Regions from separate parts of the Rattus norvegicus genome. Here region 2 is linked to region 1. The links are chromatin contacts, called in public Hi-C maps. All regions are on one chromosome and are shown on one strand. The core of a region is the stretch at or near the end of the contact, and the rest is flanking DNA. Distances in the headings are between cores, read along the strand shown.

Evidence for each region. A called contact is a pair of places that touch in the nucleus more often than the background predicts.
Region 2: a Hi-C map of hepatocytes shows a contact between it and region 1, with 1.7 times the contacts expected there. The contact joins two enhancer-like sites. A contact is called at or near these places in 4 of 12 Hi-C or Micro-C datasets (hepatocytes, kidney, liver and 1 more).

The regions. Positions count from the first base shown.
Region 1 is chr5:51,629,910-51,634,678 of GRCr8, forward strand. All of the region lies in intron 2 of Bach2 (BTB domain and CNC homolog 2), which reads left to right. Among named protein-coding and RNA genes, the nearest start is that of Bach2, 120 kb to the left of the region's middle. Within about 2 kb of position 3,347, at least 13 of the 93 cell types and tissues checked have an H3K27ac peak or open chromatin away from gene starts, as enhancers often do. A contact at or near this core is called in hepatocytes, where this site is marked.
Region 2 is chr5:51,760,893-51,765,775 of GRCr8, forward strand. The region is part of intron 4 of Bach2 (BTB domain and CNC homolog 2); the gene reads left to right. Among named protein-coding and RNA genes, the nearest start is that of Gja10, 35 kb to the right of the region's middle. Within about 2 kb of position 2,984, at least 5 of the 93 cell types and tissues checked have an H3K27ac peak or open chromatin away from gene starts, as enhancers often do. A contact at or near this core is called in hepatocytes, where this site is marked.

The DNA.
Region 1 (4,769 bases), core at 2,097-4,596:
TAGCTATAGTTACAGACTTTATTCCTTTCATCATGGGACTTAGTAAATCCACCATGGAAAACGAGGTTCTGGAGGGCAGGACGAAGAGAACTTGATGAAATATGACATGTTTTCTATTTTATCCAAGCATACCTGCGCCTCTGGTGCAGCTTATAGAGTACGTCCACAGGACATGCAAGGAAGGCCCTGGGCTCCATCCCCACCATGCACGGGTGTGGGTGTCAGCCTGTGATTCCAAAGCGACGTCTGTGTAAAAGCTTCACATGGTGAGCCATCGTGAAGCCTGGGCTCACAGTCCGCTTACCCATCAGCTACTGTGTGGGAAGTTGGCCTCGGCCGCACTGCCATGTCCCTGTTTCCATCATGTTTCATTTCAACGCACGTTGTATCTGTGCGCTCCTTCTGTCCACAGCATCAGCAGGGAAATTGTATGTGTGTGTGTCTTGGTGTTTACCACAAAGTGACTCCATGGCTTTTTTTTCCTGGCTTCTTGGTGACAACCCAGAGGCTCTTGTGAGCTGAACCCTGGTGAAAGAGCTTTGACAGCATCTAAAATGCTTTTAGCTTCTCTCCATTCTGAAGAGCCTCCTTTGTTCCCACTGCCCTACCCAGGTCTGACTGTTCTCTCTTCTTTCTCTTGCATTAAAATTGGAAAGGGAGCAGGGGGAGCTCCTAAGGAGGAATAGGTCTGTGGAGGATTGTACTCATTCAGAACCTATTCTTGGCTCCCAGAAATATAATGAAGCTGGGCTTTGCGTCCTGCTGAAGCTCCCATTAACGATCCCACTACCTGCCACCTGATTCTGTTTTCCCCAAGGACACCTGGTGTTTCCTCCCTAATATTCTGAATGGACTGGCTTCTGAGTCAGGCACATCTTGCAAGGCAATGAGTCCCGTCGAAGTCCTGGTTCACCAGCGACTCCTCAGCTGTCCTCTGAGGGCTGCATTAGCGGCACCTTCTGTAGACCAGGATTCATCATCAGATGTCAACCTACTCACACCAGCACCTTACTCATATTGCCACGCCAGTGTTCGTGCTGTGACACCTGCTGCCTTGCATGGCTGTGTTCCTGGGTCCCCACTGCTGCAGATGAGAGAGGAAAACATGCAAAGGACAGAGTCCCTCCACCAGAGATCCCACAGGCATGTAACAGTGGACAGTGAAGACATTGTTCAGATATGACTTAAGGACGCAAGCATTTAAACAATGAGCCCTCTTGTGAGATGTGGGGAACTATGCACTGCAAACATTGGGAAGTTCTCTGTCTCGGGGAAGGCAGTTTCTGCCTGGGTTCCAATGCCTGTTACCTTCTCAACAGCCCTTTAGGAGAGGAAAGTTGCTTGTCTCACTATGGCATTCAGACAATTTCTGTTCTAAGGAACACTAAAGTGCATTCCTTTATATAAGTGCAAACTATAATTTATAGAAATCACAGTGCTCCGTTGAATCGTGTCTCCCCGCCCCTCCTTACCTGAAGTAGAAACTCCATCTGTTTGGTAAAAGAAAGCCTTCTTTCTTTGATTTTTTTTTACACTCTGTGTGTGTGTGTGTGTGTGTGTGTGTGTGTGTGCATGCTGTGCACACACATGCACATGTCACTGAACACATGCAGAGAGGTCAGAAGACAACTTGCAGGAGTCAGTTCTGTCCTTCTCCCATGTAGGACGTGGGGCTTGAACTCGGATGTTAGGACTGACAGCAGGTCCCTTTTGAGCATCTCACCCACCCCTCTCCTTTCTTTGAATAATATTTATTTCTTCCAAATGAATAAAGGGGTACTTTAAGTTGCTTAGATTCGTAATGAGGCTTTAGGGCTTGATGATAATTCTCTGAACACTGTGGCATTGCTGGAGGATGGGGAAGGAGAAGTCCTGCTTTGAACACATTTTAGTGTTGAACCTGTTTTTATGTATGCATTGAGCCTTTAAGGGAGGCCTGGTGTATAGACCTACACCCTTGTTAACTCAGGCCAGTGTCTCTGGCAGAACCCCAGAATTGTCTCAGTTTTGATATGGAATATGTGACGAGGGTGGGGCGCATACGTTGACTGGCCAGAGGTGCTCTGTCACAGTATTAAACATACGATTAAACTATTCTGGCTGCCAGTTTAACATGTTTGTGGATCCCTGTATTCAGCACCCATTGCAGACTCCTCCTGACTGAAGAAATGTTTCGACTCCATCTCTGTTGACAGGAAGGATGCCTCCTGATAATTGCTTTGCTTAAGTGTCTGATAACATGCCAGGAGTGAGCGCATTCTGTGTTAGGTCATCTTTAATTATGCATGTACCACCTGTCAGCTCTAAATCGGGATCAGATCAGATCCTTGCAGAGTCACTTCTGGGAGGGTCGGAGAGAAGCCAAGGTGATCTCTTTGAGAAGCAACAAAAACAGTCGTAGGCATCTCTCATCACCTGCAGCTCCCTGAGAGAGCCTCCGGGGCATGGCTCCTGAGGAGGCACCAGCCTCCGACTGGTGCTTCTGAGAAAATCCGAAATCTCACCCAAGCAAGATAAATTACCTCGGAGACAAATGACAGAGAGTATGGAAGTGCCCCTCCCTCCCTCCCGTCCGCCATCTGCGGCATTTCCTTTTTACTCCTTCTCATCCTTGTAAATGAGCCAGGGAAAAGCTCAGACACATTTTTATAAGCTACGTGAGGACAGGAAATATGATAATGATGTCAGATCTCATACATTTGGGGGATTTTTTTTTTTCAGTAGTTGGTTGGCTTTTTTTAGAAGGACAAATGTGGGCTGGAAGAAATGCTTGCTACCCTCTGTCAGCTTTTAGTAGTTTTAGTCTCACTTTTCAGGGTTGTTTGGGACTTTCTGGTGGGATGTTTAGGGTTCTTTACCGAAAGTTCTGTTCTCTCTTCGAAAGGAAGGGCTGCTAAGAGGTGTTTTTCTTTGTTCACCTGTCAGAGGCTTAAAGGCAGAGCGAGCACATGTTTGCTCTCTCATATAATAGGTGGGCTCGGCTGAATGCAGAGTGACAGGCAGAGAACAAGCAGGCGCAAGGAAGTGACAATGTGCTTCATCCCGTGGCGCAGCTCTCAGAAATGCAAAGGGAAGGCTCCAAGCTTGTCCTCTCTCCAGACTGGGGGGAAAAAAAGAAAAAAGAAAGAAAAAAACCACTCCTGAGATGACTTTGCCTTTGACCCACTTTTCAAAAATCCCGAAATGCCTCCTTGTCAGACACAGCTGAATAGAGAGGCTCAGGGAAGTCTACCAGGTCAGCCAATGAGGGATAGCATTGACCTCTGACCCCGCAGGTCATGACCCTGAGTACCTTTTCACCACCATTCAATGCCTGAGGTGACGTTTGCTTTTCTCCCGATCAGAAGGTCCGCTGAAGTGGGCGTGCGTCCAGGTAGCACAGAGTGGGTCTGAAACCCGCTGTCAAGTCCAGTGTTTGCCATTTCGTGTTCGATTGAGCAAATAAAGGTCACACGGGACTGTCAGCTCCACTCATACGTCTTTCAAACGTGACGACTGCCGCGTGCCCGTCCCCGACAGAAGAAGATTGGAAAGTTAAGTCCGGGAGAACTGAGGGAAGGAACCAACAAGCAAAATTGGTGCCACCATATTTTCTCATCCCGGCTCCCTTGTCCTTGCCAAACCCTTTCCATCTGCCTGGGAAAATCGTGCGCTCTCTCCACCTGCCTGACTCCTGTTTTGCATGTTATCTTCTCGGAGAAGCATCTTTAAATTCATTCTTTTATAATCTTACACATGTATATAATGTGCTTTGATCAAAGCCCCCCTGCCCCCTCGTTATCCTCTCTTACTGCCTCTTCCCATCACCAAATCCCTTCTCCTCCTCAGGTCCCCCCCTACCTTCCATGCTTCCGTGTGTGTGTGTGTGTGTGTGTGTGTGTGTGTGTGTGTGTGTGTAAGACACACTGCATTGGATTAGAGGTGAACACGGGTGAGATCATTTGCTTGCACAAGAGCAGTGCGCTAGTGCGTATCCACGGAGGAATATGGTTGTCATCTCCATGTGACCTTGAACGTATTACATCTCCTGTGAGAGGGGCGAGGCCTTACGAGCCTCCCTCCTGTCCATGAGGGAGGACTGGCAGGCTCATCTTTATGAGGGTAGCCATGCTGCTTTTTGTTACTGGTGCCACGGCCATGTCCCACCCCCTAGACTACACACCCTCCAACTCTTACTATCTTCCTGCTTCCTCTTCCTTGGAGTTCTCTGAGTTTCAGAGGGATTGATATAGAAGTCCCATTTAGGGCTGAACATTCAACAATCACTCATTCTCAGCCCACTGACCAGTGATGGGTCCCTGCGTTAACTGTCACCCATCGCAGACAGAAGCTTCTCTGACCAAGGCTTAGAGTCGTGCTGATCTGTGGGTGTTAGCATGAATATTGGGAGTGCAGTTTGACGCTGTGCCCAATTAGCAAAACAAACAGTAGTAAGTTCCCCTGCTGGGTCTATGACCAACATAACCATGGAGTTTGCCCAGGTTCGTAAACTAAGTGTGAATTCCTCCTACAGGGGGGGCGCTCAAATTCAGTCGGAAAGTAGCTAGCTCTCCCCATAACAGTTTCACCATTATTGCAACAGTGGCACAATAATGTCACTTGCCTAGGAGGCTGGTGACATGGTTCACAGGTTCACAGCTGGGTAAGCACTGATGACTTTCCTTCTCTAGCAGCACTGTGCTTGCCAGCACGGAGGAAGCTTCCAGTCCAGTTCCAGCTTGACCTCTCTCTCTCCAGCTTGATCTCTCTCTCTCTCTCTCTCTCTCTCT
Region 2 (4,883 bases), core at 1,734-4,233, 130 kb after region 1:
CTGTGAAACACTGTATGGTACACAGGCCAGACATGCAAGTAGGCAAAACAGCTATACACACACACACACACACACACACACACACACACACACACACACACACACTAAATAAATAACAAATCTTTAAATGAAATATTTCCATACCATAAAGTTTACCCTATTAGAATGAAAATTCCAGTGTGTCTAATGTTTTCACAGTGTAATGCGACTGTCTTCAGTTTTTGACTCTAGCATGTTTTCTTTGTCCCAGCAGTAGAACTGTCCCCAGGAGCAGGTCCTCCTCATGGCTTCTTTCTCTCCACACCAGGCAACCACTAACTACATGCTACATGCTGTGTGTATGTAGTATTTGGGTTTTGTTTTTCAAATAGGAAATCATTTTCAAGATATATCCCTTCCATAGGTACACATGCCCATCACATTACCTCCACATTTCCGATGGCTAATATATTTTGTTAAGCCCTGCCACATTTTATTGATCCCTCATTGCCCAAAGGAGTTTGGTGGGTCCTACTTTCTGGATATTTCTGAAGAATGGTGGCATGAGCATTTGCATGCAAGGGTTTTGAGGAGGCTTCCAGTTCATTCACTAGGTGCCTCTGAGTGGGATTGCTGTAGCACATGGTGACTCTGCATGTGGCCTTTGAGGGACTCTTCCGCCATTTCCCAGGGCAGCCATACCAGTTTCGAATTCCCTCCATTAGACGTTTTTTCTTCACTGCTAATACTGGCTCTTCTCCGTGTGTCTGTCTAATGGATATGACATGCCATCTCCTTATGTTTACAAGTTTGCTTTCGGATTTTGAAAATTGAACAAGGACTGGGGAAGATGGCCCAGCGGTTAAAAGCACTGACTGCTCTTCCAGAGGTCCTGGGTTCAATTCCCAGCAACCACATGGTGGCTCACAACCATCTGTAATGGGATCCGATGCCCTCTTCTGGTGTGTCTGAGGACAGCTACTGTGTAGTCATATATATATATATACATATACATATACATATATATTATATATATAAACAATATATATGTATATATATTGTTTTTTAAAAAAATTGAACAAAAGTCACAATCATTTTCCAAGTGGTGCGTGCCTGAGTAAGTTCCCAAAGTGTTCTGCTGTGGGTTTGATAAAGAAACACTAGGAAGATGGTGTGTTTCCCTATCCAAAGGTACTGACTAGTTGGACTTGCTTTATTGGCATGCAAGTTATTTGGAAAGGAATAAAGATATATGAAAGTGCCCAGGTACAGTGGCAGATAACTATAATAAGGACCTGTGCTAAACAAAACAAAATGTAGGGGATGGGAGGGGAGAGCAACCAGTGAAATAGTACGGAGAAGCCATGAGTAATTCTTCTCACCAGAGTGCTGACTTGGATAAGCTGTGGATGCCATTTTTCTTTTCTTTTTTATATTTTTTTAAATCATTGTTCTATTATTCTCTGGCGATTTCATACACAAATATAATATACTTCAGTATTTTTTTAGAGGCAGGGGAGTCTCTTTCCATAGTCCTGGCTATTCTGTAACAGAATCTATAGACCAGGCTAGTCTCTAACTCACAGAAACCTGCCTGTACCTTCCAAGTGCTGGGATTGGAGGTGTGTACCACCGTACCATAAACATTGATCATTTTCAACCCCAATTATCACCTCTCATCCCCCTCCCCCCTCCCACCGAACCCCTTTTTCTTCCCAACTGACTTGATAGCTTTCCATGCAAGATTCTTAAAATTATGTCTATGGTTCAGTGACTGGAGAATGTTTTCACAAGCGTCTGCACTTGGTCTGCTTAATAGAAAGATGTCTTTGAATGGCAGCATAGGAGTCAACTGTATTCGTGAGTAAAACAATGTTTCCATGCTGTCTAGAACATGCTCAGTGTTTGAATTTCCTAGTGCTTTATGCCTGGAAGAGGAAGTCACATGACAAGGAAAGACACACCTCCCCTCGCCACCAGGCGATCCCTGATTTTATTCTTCCTAGCAAACCCAGAAGCCCAGTGGATCAAGTATCATCTCTGACTCACAGAACCTCAAGCGGTCTTGGACAGAGAGAATGGATTCTCTGAGACCACAGAGCTAATTCCTTGTGGCCTGAGAAGTGAATCCCAGGATACCTGGGATTCACAAGCAGAAAGACGGTGGTGCAGAAACATCTCTTGGTCTTGGAGAGCCAGACCATTGCCATGGTCTCCAAGGGGCACACTCAGCCTGGTGCTGTATGCCTGTGGCTCCAGCTCCTGTCTGATAAATACAGAAGCAGGAACGGTTTCACAGTCCACTCTTCTGGGACTCATAGAGAAAACAGATTCTTGGTTTTGGCTTTTGCTTCCAAATCTACTTCTCCACCCTCCTTCTTCAGTAGCAGTAGTCTCTGCCTAGCAAACCAGAGGCAATGGGCAAGCGAAATGTGTGTTTAAAAGCTTGGTGGGACGAGATGGGCAGGGTGTCCCTGACATCGTTCCATAAAAGCCGTGCAGAGCAAGCGTTGTGGAGAAACGCACCAAGGCGGTACAAGCATTAGGAGTGGTAGCTGTTCCTCTCGTGTCTCATATTTGAATTCTTTATAGGAAATTGGGGTTTCAGTTGTATTTTACTGGGAATGGGGAGAGTGGCTTAGGCTACAGGATGTAGGCAGGCGTTACCAAGCAGTTGTCCGTCTGAGGAGAAGGATGCACTGTATCCCAGGCCTCCCTGCAGCCTGCCCAGCCTCTCTGGTCCAGGCTTTCTCTCTTATCTCTCTGTAGATGTGCTGAGAAAGCTGATTTTAGCTTTCCATGCACCATTCAGAAGGTCCTCTGCTCTTTGCCATCTCTAGGTCAAAAGGTCCCTGGTTACTCTGCAGGAATCTATTTCGCACACTGCTAAAGAGCTGGGACTCCCACAAAGCCTGACCTTCCTCTGGGCACTGCTGGTGAGCAGCGTAGGTCTCATACTGAGAAAATGACCTCTAATCCTGCACTTCCTGTGGGTTCCAGAGGCAGGGGAAGAGTCAACACTTTGGCAAGACTGGGACGACCAACAGGAACATATTGTGCAAACCACAGCAGTGGCCTGTAGTGCCCTCTTTCACATTTGGCCTGCTGACTCAGTGGCTATTCCTCAGAGCCTTAACGGAGAGCGAGAGCAGTTCACAACTAAAGGGATTCGTCACCTATGAACCTTGCAGGTGCAACAGCTGTGCAGCCTCCCTGCCCAGAGAGCCCACTGGATATAACTGCGGGCCACTCAGACAGGTGGCGGTGACCGTTGGAGTTGGCAGAATGTCTCGTTGTGTCATATTGTGTATTCTGTGCAGTCTCCAGGGACCCGGAGAGTAGACACCTCGTATGAGAAGTACAGTTCGGAAGGATATGTTATGCAGGAGCATTGACTAAAACACAATTGTGTAAGTTGTGCTAATCTTCCTTGAGGAAAGAGCAGAGGCATGAGCCTTCTGGGAAATGTTCAGCCTTCCAAGGCCCTGTCACGTTACCTGGTTTCCAGCCCTGTGCGGGAAATATTTGTGCACACAAAAGCTTGTGAGAATATTCCTCTGCAAAGGCCTGGGGCTGCTCCTCCTCTTCAGGAATGCCCATTGGCTTGGAAAGAGCAAAGGATTATGGTTAAGTGTCTGTGCTCCCACCTGCTGGTCCATGTAAATCCTTCCTTACTGTATGGCTAGCAGATCTAAAAACCAAAACCCACCCCCCAGGAGTGAGGGTTCCCTTCCCCCTGATAGAAAAGAAGGTGTATGGTTGACTATTTTCTCCTCCACTGACCCTCTTCCAGAGACACAGCTGGATGGCGGCAGCCCTGATGAAATTTCATATGGCCTTTGCTTTTGCTCCAAGGACTTTGACACTGCCGTTGTTGATTTTCCCTTTCTTCCCCTGCCAACCTCCCATCCTATCTACCTGGTCTGTGTTTGCTGTCTAGGTGGCTTTAAATACAGTAGTGCTTAGGGCGGAAGCCCTTTAGACTCTCCCTGTATCTGGGCCGTCGCATGTTTTCTTTCCGAGAGAAAGCAAATAACCGTCTGGAGCTAAAGTAGGATGGCTCTACTGTCAGCGGAAAGAGAAATCCCCCAGGGCCCCAGGAGTGCACAGCTTTTGTGATGCCCAAACACTGTGCCTCTGACTGATGCCCTCCGTGCGGCTGAGTCACCATGTAGGATCTGAGCGCCTGTGACCCACAGCTTATAGAAGGGAAATGAGCAGCCCTCCACATAATCAGAGGCCTAGTAGAGATGCAGCCCCACAGGCAGAAGCCTTCCCAAGAGCCTGAAAAGGAGCCATTTGTCCTGGCGGCTCCTCTTTAACGCTCAGAGCAGACCTGACCCCACAGTGGGGTAATGCGTTCCCCTCTAGTTTCCTGGTCTTGGGTCAGAGTTTTGCAGGTGTCATGGCAACACACGCACCACCTAGGCTTCACAGCAGAGTGCCCTTTGGGAGTCTTCAGCAGTGACCGCCACAGGGAGTAAGCTCACAGCTAGGAAGTAACCTGACAAAGAATTTTCACCCAACCCTAGGAAAGGCAACTGACTCTTTAGGGTGCTTGCCTTTGTGCCTGGTGACCAACTAGACGCAAATACCAGGCCTGGGCCTCGTGACAGTCATCTGATGCAACCGACAAATAATTCCTGAGTTCAGGGCAGGCTGGCCCTATCCTTGACCTCTTGAGAACACAGGTTCGGCGCTCCACCCTCTGAACATAACAGAAAGTTGCTTTCTTCACTAATAAACCCAGGCCCACATGCTTTCTCTGATGGCTCTTTTTTTTCTTTTTTTTCTTTTTTTTTTTTTTTTTTTTTTTTTTTTCAGAGCTGGGGACCGAACCCAGGGCCTTGCACTTGCTAGGCAAGCTCTCTACCACTGAGCCAAATCCCCAACCCCAAGAAAGA